Linked DNA regions of Mus musculus: region 1 is linked to region 2. Evidence: chromatin contacts called from public promoter capture Hi-C data. All regions are on one chromosome and are shown on one strand. The core of a region is the stretch at or near the end of the contact, and the rest is flanking DNA. Distances in the headings are between cores, read along the strand shown. Region 1 holds the start of Cyp2j6 (cytochrome P450, family 2, subfamily j, polypeptide 6). Region 2 holds the start of Cyp2j5 (cytochrome P450, family 2, subfamily j, polypeptide 5).

What was found. Promoter capture Hi-C pulls out the DNA fragments that hold promoters and counts their contacts.
Region 1: a contact with region 2 is called in a promoter capture Hi-C map of liver. The contact joins the promoter of Cyp2j6 here to the promoter of Cyp2j5 in region 2. A contact is called at or near these places in 8 of 39 promoter capture datasets (the 3T3-L1 cell line, 3T3-L1-derived adipocytes, frontonasal cranial neural crest and 4 more), 6 of 484 Hi-C or Micro-C datasets (the AML12 cell line, cortical neurons, embryonic stem cells and 1 more), 1 of 115 datasets of contacts at active chromatin or transcription factors (intestinal villus epithelium) and 2 of 9 other capture datasets (adipose tissue and pancreatic islet).

Annotation. Positions count from the first base shown.
Region 1 is chr4:96,548,777-96,554,914 of GRCm38.p6, forward strand. It overlaps Cyp2j6 (cytochrome P450, family 2, subfamily j, polypeptide 6), which reads right to left and starts at 4,875. Exons shown (of 9, transcript NM_010008.4): 1 at 4,466-4,875. The coding sequence starts at 4,675.
Region 2 is chr4:96,661,492-96,667,278 of GRCm38.p6, forward strand. It overlaps Cyp2j5 (cytochrome P450, family 2, subfamily j, polypeptide 5), which reads right to left and starts at 2,628. Exons shown (of 9, transcript NM_010007.4): 1 at 2,310-2,628; 2 at 1,621-1,783. The coding sequence starts at 2,519.

The DNA of each region.
Region 1 (6,138 bases), core at 3,625-6,124, 110 kb before region 2:
GATTTATTACTTTTATGTTGAAAATCATTTTTATTCAATAAATAAACATGAAATAAATCTATGGAAATATTAGTAACAGTGATTATTAGACTTTATAGACCACAGTGTCCTTGAAATTTTCAGACTATATATCTGATCTTAAGTATAACACCATGCACATGCATTCATTTATGCACAATTGTGTAAATTCCTTTGAGGTCATTAATTCCTCTTCAGAGTAACAGTCTCATTGATCATCTTCTGAGATAGGCTGATGGTGTAGAAAAATATTCAACACACAGCCTAAGATGACATCTACTATAATCCTGCTAGAAATTGAAAGGGAGATGAAGACATTTCCTTTCTTAGAGGAAATGGTGTTTTAGCCAAGTTGTAAATGGTGAGGATGTAAATAAAACATTTACAGTATAAAGGTCCAAATACTCATATTGTGGCTCAGGCAGTAGAGATACATAGACTGGAGACTGAATATGTGTAGGGATATAGAAGAAAAGCCTTATTAGAGCATACTAGCTAAAAGTCAGGACCAGGTGATAAGGAATCCCAATCCTTTCACTTCAACTAGTTCACAGTCCTACTCAGCATGCAAGTCAAAGGAGGTCAATGAATTATTAAATGAAGTAAAGCTAGAAATTGCTTGGGAGGACCAGGAGCAGGGGCACTCTCCTTGATGAAATATCTGCTAAGATCAATCCCACGAAAAGTAATGTTCCTGGGGATTCCTTAGGTCAAAAACTTTAACCACCAAAAGTCACAAGTGAACACCCTTCATTTCCATCAAGAAGTGTGAATGGGTCTGTGACACAGAGGTGGCACAATAGTACTCAAGACATTGGACTAAGAGACATCTGACCTCTTTCTATCTCAATTATGCTTCTTGCTATGTGTTTGATTTAGGAGAAAATATGAAAACACACCCATAAATGGATAAAAACATAACTGGACTGGGAAGACTCCCCCCCCCCTTTATTACATCACAAGCCATTGTTGGGACACCAGACACATCAGTTAAGTTCTCTAGTCACATTTAATTCTGTAGCAAAACAAGCAAGTAAACTCAGATAAGATCAGATAAAAGCATGATTTTGTACTCTTGCAAATCATGGCAGCATCTGACAGAGGTGAAACTCAAACCAAAGTTTATTTTCTTTAAACAAAAGCCAAAAGAAGTATAGCCAACAAGATAAAGTCCTCTTATCATTTTGCCTTTGTGTCCTATAGTGGAACACCAAAAGGTGAGACTTTAACCCTATAAGAGGTTGTCATTGCAGCATTCCTGGATACAACATTGCTAGTCTTACCTATGTGGGGTAGCTTAATTGTGATTTTCACAGTTGAAGTTCTATAAGGAAAATCCCCAGTGGAGTCTGGGACAGAACTCTGATTTCCATTCTGTTCTTACATTAATACTAATATCGCTTCCTCATGAAATAAATATGGGCAAATCTCTGACCTCTATTCCCCTTCAGTGAAGTATGCCTGCTTTATTAGGATAGTATCATGTGGTCTGTGACTCTCTTTCTTTACACAAAGCTACATTGATTAGACTGTGATGTACCCCAGGGAAAGTAGGAAACACAAATGGGGTTGATCAAATTCATAATACAGAGGCTTGTCAGCTAAATTTACAAGTGAACAACCCTTCACAAAAGTGAGTATTCATATCCTCAGCAGACTACCTCTGTGAATAAAATATTTATCCAGTGTACAGCAAAAATGTGACACACTGCACAAAATGTTCACAATCCAGTCTAAAACAACTTGCCTTACCAAAAACCAAGACAATCTCAGCTTTATAGATATAGCACAGATATTTATCTTATAGGAGAGTGAAATATTTCAAAGTGCTATTATCCACATGGTAGGAATTTTTAAGAGAGAAATGAAAGTCACATAGACAAATCACCTTAGGCATGTGAATACGAATCCACAGAGACAGAAGCAGCAAACACAGGGCTTATATGGGTTTGTACCAGGTCCTCTGCATATATACTACAGCTTTTAAATACTTTTATGGTGCTCCTAAGTGTGAGAATAAGTGGGCCTCTGATTCTTGGGCTTACTCTCAGGACTTTTTTCCTCCTACTGGGTTGCTGTGTCAAACTTTGATGTAAGTTCTGCTTTATCTTACTATATTTTATCTGTCATGTTTGTTTATCTCTTAGAGGGCTGTTTTTTTGTTTTGTTTTGTTTTGTTTTGTTGTTTTGTTTTGTTTTTTCCAAATGAGATACAGAGAAAGTGGATCTGGAGGCAAGTGGAGTGGGGGAAGAGCTAGAAAGATTGAAGTGGGTGAAACCTTTGATAAGGATATATTGTATGAGACAAAGTATTTTCAATAAAAAAATTAAAGATACAGAGAGGAAGCAAAGGGAACTGTGAGCACAAGAAGCTCCTGGGTTCTAAGTGCAGATCTGTGCAGGAGAGATCAGCAGTGAAGTGATGTGAGAACAAACACTGGCAGGGCAGAGGTGAGAAGCAGGTGAACCCTTCGTAGCACAGAAAACATAGCTATGGAAAACAGCAAGAGCCAGCAGCAGAGATATTACAGCTGTGCCTGGGTCCAGCTGTCTGCCAAAGGCAGGAAAGAGAAAGGGTAGATGAGAACATTACTGAACAATTATAGAAACTTCCTAGTATAACAAACCACAAATGTGCCATGAAGAACCCAACAGTGCAAAGCCTCAAGTGAAGCAAAACCACCAATATGAGCAGGAAAGCTACAATCCCAGAGAAATCTATCGAAAGCAGAGAGAAATTAGCTTAGTACTTCTGGAGAAACTAGAAAGGTGAGAATGAAGTGGGGGGGGGGGACATTAGAAACATAAGTGCAACAGAGAGTCATCTAGCGTTATACACTCGGGAGAAAGACAGTGTGGTCAGAAGAAAGACAGAGCTACTGGAGGATGAGTAAGGGCCAGAGACAACAGGCTTTTATGCCTTTGAGTTCCAGCTGCACAGGACACTGAAGAGCAAGTTAGAGTCTAATGTGGTTCTCAGTGTGTGTGAAGACAACATCTGAGACAGCAGTAGCATAGAGGGGAGACAGAGATCTTCTATGCTTGTGGTCACTTTGTTTCCTGTGGAAAATGGTGATAGCAAAATCTCATCAGCTTCCCCTGCCTATTGCATAGCACAGAGCTGTGGCTGGAAGAATGATAAAAGAGATTTAAGAAAGACTGAAGGAGCTGAGGAGGTTTGGAACCTCATGCGGGGAGCAATAGCATCAACCAGCTAATTGTCCTGAAGCTCCCAGGAACTGGACCACCAAGCAAAAAATACACATGGAGCTACCCATGGCTCCTGCTGCATAGGTGGCAGAAGATGGCCTTGTTGGATATCAATGGGAGGATCGACCCTTGGTCTTGAGGGTGTTCAATGCCCCATTGTAGGGGAATGCCAAGGCTGGAATGCAGGAGTGAGTAGGTGGTTGGGGGAGCACCTTCATAGAGGCAGGGGGAGGGGGATAAGATAGGAGGTTTCTGGAGAGTAAACCTGGAAAGGGGGTAACATTTGAAATGTAAATAAAGAAAATATCCAATAAAAGAGAAAGAAAAAGAAAGACTGAATGGGTATAAAAATGCAACTACTCAGAAAGTGTCCAAAAAACACACAGGGAAGGAAAAAGAGAAAAATAAATAGGTTAAAGTAAATATGAAAAAAATATGGGTGTATGCCTTTAAATAGTAACAATCAGAAAGAGTCAGACATCACTAGTAGTGGGAAGTGACAGGGATAATCAAACATGGCTGGAGTATTAACTATCTAAGCAGAGAAAATAACTATAGATAAAGAGAAATATTATGTGGGAAGATGGTCATATACCGAAAGGACACTATTTCAGTCTTTCATGCACACTATGTGCACATAACAGTCTTTCCAATTCAAGCAGGAGAGCTTCCAGAATGGAGTGGAAAAACATGCAGACTTCCTGTGGAGCTGGAGACACCTTTCCCAGGGGTTGAAAAAGTTAGTAGGTGAACATTCAGCAAGGACTTACAGGACAAACAAAGATCAATAAGAAAACTGATTACTTGTAGAAAACTCCAATCAAGAGAAAAACACATTTTGTTTTCTTTACAAGCGCTTTAACAAACTAAGATGAGGTACCACTTCTGTACCCATTTCTGAAATTGAAAGGGATTATTTATCTAGATTTATTATCATTCCGTTAATATGCCATGGTTTAAAGACTTAAAATCACATACAGGGAGTTCTCTGACCCTAACAGAATAACAATGAGAGCAAAGCCCTTCATACAAGAGTAAATAAAAATCTCCAACTATTTGAAAATCGAACAGCTTATATCTTAAAGGAGGACTCACACAGGTTCTGAGTTCTGGATATCAGGTTGTGATCACCAGTCTTTGAACCTGGTCTTCTGTTCTAGTCTCAGTAAGTCCCCTGTTCCTGTAGCTCAGGATTAAGTCAGGACAGACAAAGCAAGACACCCGCACCCCTTCCTACCGGCTGGATTGAGAGGTGGGGCTGCCCAAAGTCCAACTGGAATATGTTGCCCACGAAAGGCAGACCCCAAGGCCCTGGGGGATAGTTCTTGGGGCGCCGGTTTTTGAAGTAATCAGCCAGAAGCAGGAAGGTGACTGCAGCCACCAACAGAGTCCTGGGATGGAGCGCTGCCCAGATCGTGGCTAACAAGGAGCCGGTAGCAGCGAGCATGGCTAGGACTGCAGCTGGTTCGTCTGAGGAATGAAGGTCTGAGCTGCGGCAAGTCCCAGGTGCTAACAACAAGGGCACCCTTCTAAAACCGGTCCCCTCAGTCCCTCCCTATCCCTTTCTGTCCACTCCCCTTTGCTCCTCTGGTTTCCTCCCTGGAGCTGGGCTCTCGCAGGAAGTGACAAAGCTTCTGAGAGTAGTTTCCAATCTGCTGGAACCGGAGAACAGGAGAACCCCTGATCACGTGCACAGAGCTCTTCTCTCCGCCCCTTAGAGCTTTTACCCATTCCTTCCCAAACTTCCCTCCCATGCCCTGCCATGCTTTGCTCTGCCCTGCAGATGCCCAGACTGCTTCTATAGTGGCTAGGTCCTTGGCACTGAGTTCCCACAAGAACATGTAGAAAATACAGTTTTAAAAGGCACCAGTAGATAGTAAAAAGTGAAACCAGGAAATCTCAAGGGGTCCCCACCCTAGAAAAATTATTACAGGCAACTAAAGGCTACTGAAAGGGAGATTTAGTCTTCCCCAGACAGGAGCCTTCTGTTTTTCAATACTAAGTGTCCAGCCCTGAACCCATATACATTTATATTCATGTGATATATATGTATATATAATCAATTAAAGAGGCCATCAATTTGAGAGGAAGTAAGTGGGGAGACAAGGGCAGGATTGGAGGGAAGAAAGGGAAGAGGGTGAAAGGGTGTAATTATATTGTAATAAAAATTTAAAATAATAATTGAGCAGGGAGTGGTGGCACACACCTTTAATCCCAGCACTCTGTAGGCAGAGGGATGCAAATCTCTGTTAGTTCAAGGCCAACCTGGTTTACATAATGAGTTTCAGGACAGGTAGAACTACTTAGTGAGACACTGTCACAAAAAACTCCAGCAGCAGCAGCAGCAGCAGCAGCAGCAGCAGCAGCAGCAGCAGCAGCAGCAACAACAACAACACTAATAGTAATACTAAAAGGCAGTCTAAGATAGATTGTTTTTCAGTCAATAAGTCTTTCCCTCTGAGGAGACAATTGTGGTGGTAAGGTTTGTGATTTGCATGAACCCCAGAAAGCATCACGGACATCTGGGAGCCTGTTCTATAAGCAAACTTTCCCAGTGACTGCAATGTACCTGAGAAACCAAGCTAATCCTAGTAACAGAGTGGCAGGCAACATCGTCACCTCCTTGCAACAGATCACTTTGTTTTAACAGAGCTGTGCTTCGTGCGCCCAGGAATGTTTAATGAACACTTGTTGGAAAAACACTTTTGTCCTGATCATTGTTATTACTATTTTTATTATTGTGGTTCTGGGGACTTAACTTAGAGACCTATAACAGGGCTATTTATTGTAAAAGTAACTGTTTGTTTGTTTGTTTGTTTGTTTGTTTGTTTTTTCAAGACAGGGTTTCTCTGTGTACCCTGGCTGTCCTGGAACTCACTCTGTTGACCAGGCTGGCCTCGAACTTAGAAA
Region 2 (5,787 bases), core at 1,378-3,877:
TAGAGCCCTCAATGCCAGTCCCCAGTGATCACCACTCCTCCAACAAGGCAATATCTCTTAATCCTTCCCAAACTTTTCAACCAACTGAAGTCCAAGAATTCAAATATATGAGCCTAGGCAATCTATTCTCATTCAAACCACCATACCTACCTACCATAGATATATATTAATTTCCATGTTTATTGTTATTGTACTTGTGATAGCAAAGCAGCCCAGAGGAGTGTCAACAGATTAATGGAGATGAGAAGGCAATAAATATACAAACTAGAATATTCTTTAGTTGCAAAGTAAAATGAGATTGTCAGGAAAATTGATGCTTTTGGAAAATGTAATTAAAGATGATGACCAAACTCAGAATGAAAAATACATGCACATGTTCTCTCACATGCCTTACTTTGCATGCATGTAATTATCTATATAAGTATAAGTATATATACAACTTAGAAAAGACGTCAAGAAATGGAAATACTAGCTTATGAGGAGACATCTATTGCAGGCAAAAGTATACAATAGTCTTGAAAGAGGTTATATAAACTTGCTAGTTTACTTTCTTTTTTTCTTAATCATTTTGTTTACATTTCAAATGTTATACCCTTTCCCTGTCTCTCCTCCATGAACCCCCTACCCAATTCCCCTCCCCTTTGCCTCTAAGAAGGTGTTCCCTCACCCACTCCTTACCATATCTTGAAATACTGGAAATCTTGAACATGAGGTTGAAAACCTCTTCTTTCATCTACCTTAATTTTTGAGCATTGTAAACCCTTACAACATTGTAAACCCTTACAACAAAACTGTTGATACTGACTCTCTAGCTCTACTTTAAACTAAAACACCTTAAACACAACTATTTTACTTTACAAATTTAAGGCATTTCAGACAGCACTCTGTGGTCCTGTTTATTACCTTTCTAGTTACAATTCCTCATAGAAGCCAACAACACATGGCTCTCCATCGGGAAATGCAGGCAGCTTCCTTTAAAATGATAACGTTTCACAATGGAATTTCTTACCAATTCTTATACAGTTGTGGATGACAAGGTAAGTGTAATACACCATAAAAAATATAAAGTGAACATTACTGTGGTCAAGAAACTTGTTGCAGTAAATCTCTCCAACCTAATTATGCCAGGGCAATGAAAACACAATACAATTAATATAAATCCATGCTGTGTGCCTAGATTGGACAGATCTATGGCTACACTACCATCTTCTCCTTCTATGAGATCCCTTAGAACTTGCAGTTTCTCCAGGCCATGTGCTTCTGCTCTGCCTTTCTTCTTCTTCTTCTTCTTCTTCTTCTTCTTCTTCTTCTTCTTCTTCTTCTTCTTCTTCTTCTTCTTCTTCTTCTTCTTCTTCTTCTTCCTCTTCCTCTTCCTCTTCCTCTTCCTCTGTATCCTCTCCCTCTTCCATTTTCTCCTTCTTCTCTCCCCCACCTTCTGCTCCACTTTCCCTTTTATCTGCCCAATCATCAGCTCCCCTTTATTTTACAAATTAAGGTGGGAAGCAGGTTTACAGGAAATCACCTGAGTGCTGACTCATTCTTTGTTCGAAACCACTCACAGGAGAATAGAATTACCATCAAATATAATTAGCCCCAAGGCTATCCACGACAGAAACTTACCATTTTTACCTGTGATTCGTTCTCTAACCGGTGTCATAAAGCGATTCACAAAATTTTGGTCCAGGTGGGTAAACATTTCTTTGATTAAAGGCAGTCCTGATACAACCACCACTGGTGATTGGCCCAACTCCAGACTAAATACATTCCCATATTTCTTCACAAACTGTAAAATATTTCAATAGTCAGAGTTAAGTGTGTGAATGTCTGAGGATCTAATATAATAATGTCAGGCATGTGTGTTAGTGGACTTATAGTGAAGTTCTATATGTTTTTGTGAGAACATGAAAATTATTCTGTGGAGAGCTCACATCCCCCATTCAAGTAAGTAAATAAACATAGAAAAAGATGTAAACTTAAAGTGAGTCCTTTTGACCTAAGTTCTTTAAGAAACAATAGACCAAATAAAATATACAAGATTAGATAAACAAACAAAAACTCTACTACTCCAGAGCAGTGGAACAGGTTTACAAAACAGGTACTACTTTCATGGTGCCAACATTTTAAAAGGAAAAATAATGGAGTCTATTGACTGGAGGAGACAGAAGTTGTAGTGAGTTTAGCAGATGCACAGAACAAGCTTTAGAGTCCTGTAGCCCTGTCCTCCTGTCTGGGCTGTTGGGAATATTACCAACCCTGCAATTTTGGATTAGTGTCATGATACAGACAAGACACTCTCAGCCCCATCTTACCTGCTGAAGCACCAAGTGGGTTTGCTTAGTGTCTATTTGAAAGAAGTTGCCCACAAAGGGCAGACGCCATGGCCCTGGTGGGTAGTTTTTGGGGTGACGGCTTCTGAGGATGTTAATCAGGAACAGGAAAGTGACAACAGCCAGTACCAGAGTCTTGAGATGGAGTGCTTCCCAGAAGGTGGTCACCAGGGAGCTCAAAAACATAATCATATTTGGGATCCTTGCACACTCCTCTGTAGAAAAGAAAATGGGGAACAGTAGGCTCTCTATGACAGGGTTACAGTGGACATTCTCACCCCTTCCTGCCCCTTGATGATCTTCCAAGTACAAGCCCTGCTGTGGCTTGGATTACCCACTGTTGGGTGAAGCAGCCTGGTTATTTATTTCTAGAAATCGTCAATATCGGGTGGGAATAGACCACACTGAGGGAAATTGCTTACTTATAAAGAACTGTTTTGGATGACAGGGAGATTCCTAGGTTTATGATTTTCATACTCAGACCCCAGTCTTTGACCTGCTGTTTTCCAGTCAGCATTTTACCCAGTGACCATAACCTGCCTGGTAAACAGACATTTCTGCTGATTTTTTCAGGGCACTCATCTCTTTACATACGCTCTGTACATTTTAGGATCATGAAGTTGGTATAAGTTATTCAGGGGATGGTCTTTTACTAAGTAAATTATTTCCTTTGGCAGTTCTTCATATATAAATTTTACATTATGACTTACTCTCACTCTGCCACTCTTCTCTTTCTCTCTGACCCCATCAACATTCTCTTTTCTTTTTATGTTTTGGGGGTTTTTCATTTTGTTTTGTTTTTCTTTTCTTTTTCTATGTTCATGGCGTACCATTTTGTTTGTTACCCACTGAGTTTAATCAGAGTTTCCTGTGGGAACAGAAGTATGTAAATATTCAACAGAACATAGTGGGACCACCAATGAGCTCACATCTGAAGGTAATGATGTTCTCATTTCCCAGCATCCATCAGTAGGCAATATTTAATTAGGGAGAGATAAGGCCCCTTCAGCCCTTCTCCTATCCATGACTGGGCATTGTTAGGTATAGTCCTATGCAGTCCCAGTGCACCAGGCAAACACAGATACTATGAGTTTATAATTACTATGGACAATACATGTTCAGAACATAGCATTTTGAAATTCTCATGCAGTCTTCCAACTCTATTAAGATTTTCTGTCCATTTAATAATAGTCTCTTAGCTTTAGATGGAATAGTATAAAGATCCCATTTAGATTTTAGCACCCAAATGACCTATACTCTCAGGAACTTGAGCAGTTAAAAGTGCCTGTATCCACTGTTACTCATTAACTGAGAGTACCTTTCCTTTGTGGGTATAAATATAGATTTTTACAAGGCAGTTTGGTGCCAAATTAATACAGCTAAAGTACAGCAGTCAATTCATGCCTAGGACCTATGACCTACATGACATTGGGTTTTGTCAGGTTTATAGTACAAAGTAGCATAAGCAGGAGATGAACTTGATAGCATTGGCTCACATTGAGGGAACACCGGTTAAACATTATTATGTGTCACCCAGCACTGACACTGACAAATATGGCTGTTTATGGAAGTATTTTAAAGATAACACAGGATCTTACTAAGCTCCTAGCACTGAATATTTTTAGGTTCTCAGATGTGTTTTAATTGAATGTCTTGTTTCTAATTACTTACTTTTTCTTTCATTCCCTCTCTCCCTTACTATTTTACACCTTTCAAAGCTTGAACCCAGGGCCTTGAGCATGCTAGACAATTACATTGCCATTGAGATGCATTCCCTGCCCTGAGAAATTCCCCGTTGAGATTTAATCTAATTTCAATCAGGTTGGCTAAAAGAAAAAAGAAAAAGAAAGAAAGGAAGGAAGAAAGAAGGAAAGAAAGAAAGAAAGAAAGAAAGAAAGAAAGAAAGAAAGAGAGAAAGAGAGAAAGAAAGAGAAAAAGAAAGAAAGACTAGAGAAGAAGGAAGAAAAGGAGGAGAAGAAGATGAAGAAATAATGTTTGAACAAATATAGGGTGGGAAACACTTATTTGATGTGGGCAAAAATAAAACTGGTGAAGCCATTACATGATTCAGTATGGAGGTTCCACAAAAAGCTAGAAATAGGTCTGCTAGAAATAGTTTCTATTTGGGCACATATTCAAATGACTCTGAATCTTACTACAGAGATACTTACACATTTGTGTTCATTGATGTTCTAGTCATTATAGGCACAGAAAACAGCATATATGCCCACCAACTGATGAATGGATAATGAAAATGAGTATATTTATATGATGACATGTTATTCAGTTGTTCATAAAAACAAACTATTAAATAATCAAGTACGTTGATGGAGCTGAAAAATATTCTGACTGATGTAACACAAGAACAGAAAGACAAATGTAACATTTTCTCATTTGTTGATGCTAGCATTGAATCGTTAGACACAGCCACAGAGGTCACAAAACTATTCAGAGTCCATGGATGCCAGGGACTGGGATAAGGATGGAGATTTAAATGGAGGAGACATAAAGAGAGAATACAAAGACAACAAGAATGCAGAGTCCTTAGTCCCAGGGACCATTGTAGGAAAGTGTAAGAGCCAGATGCAGTGGATGACTACAACAAAGCAATCTTCTCTGTACAGCTGTACTACAAACTTACAGGTATTATGAAGAAATGTGCAAAACCTTCACAAACCCAAGCCAGTCAAATTTCTGCATACAGAAAGAAGGTGGACATCATATCCCACATGTAGCTAAGGAGTTTTTGTCAACTGACAGCTGCTGGTAGAGAGAAAGAGATGGTTTTCTTTAAGAGTATGGCAGGTTTTAGCTTAATGATACTGAAGTGTGTGGCTTCATATCCAGGTTTACATTACTAGTACAAATTGGACTTGATATTTTTTTAAAAAAAATAATAAAATATGAGGACAAAAATGAGTAGGAATGAAAAGGAAATGGGGATCTGAGAGGAGGTTGGAAAGGGATAAATTTGATGAAAACACCTTACATGAGATTCTCAAAGACTTTAAGAAAATATTTTGACCTTAGGCCCGAACTCAGTGGGCAGTCCCACGGTCCCCAGAGGACTCTCCACTTCCCAGGCACCCTAACAAGCCCAGGATCTTAGAATCACTGGTGAGTGGGACACATCTGTTCCAAAACAATAGTGATGGGTCTGTGCCAGCAGAACACAGGAAACTCACCCAACCAACACCTCAAGTTCCTTCTGGTTGATACTGGTATACCTTGGTTTGGAGCACAACAGATAGCCCAACAGTCCCCAGAGGAGATACCACATCCAGGCTCTGTAACATGCCCAGGATCTTAGGATCCCAGGATCTTGGTCACACCAGTATCTCAGGGTCTCAGAGGAAGCTTGACTGCCAAGAACTCTGACACACCCAGAATCTCAGGTTCACAGGGTCCTGGAATCACTGGATCAGAGAGAAAGCTGGACTTGGAGGAGTTCTGAATCAAC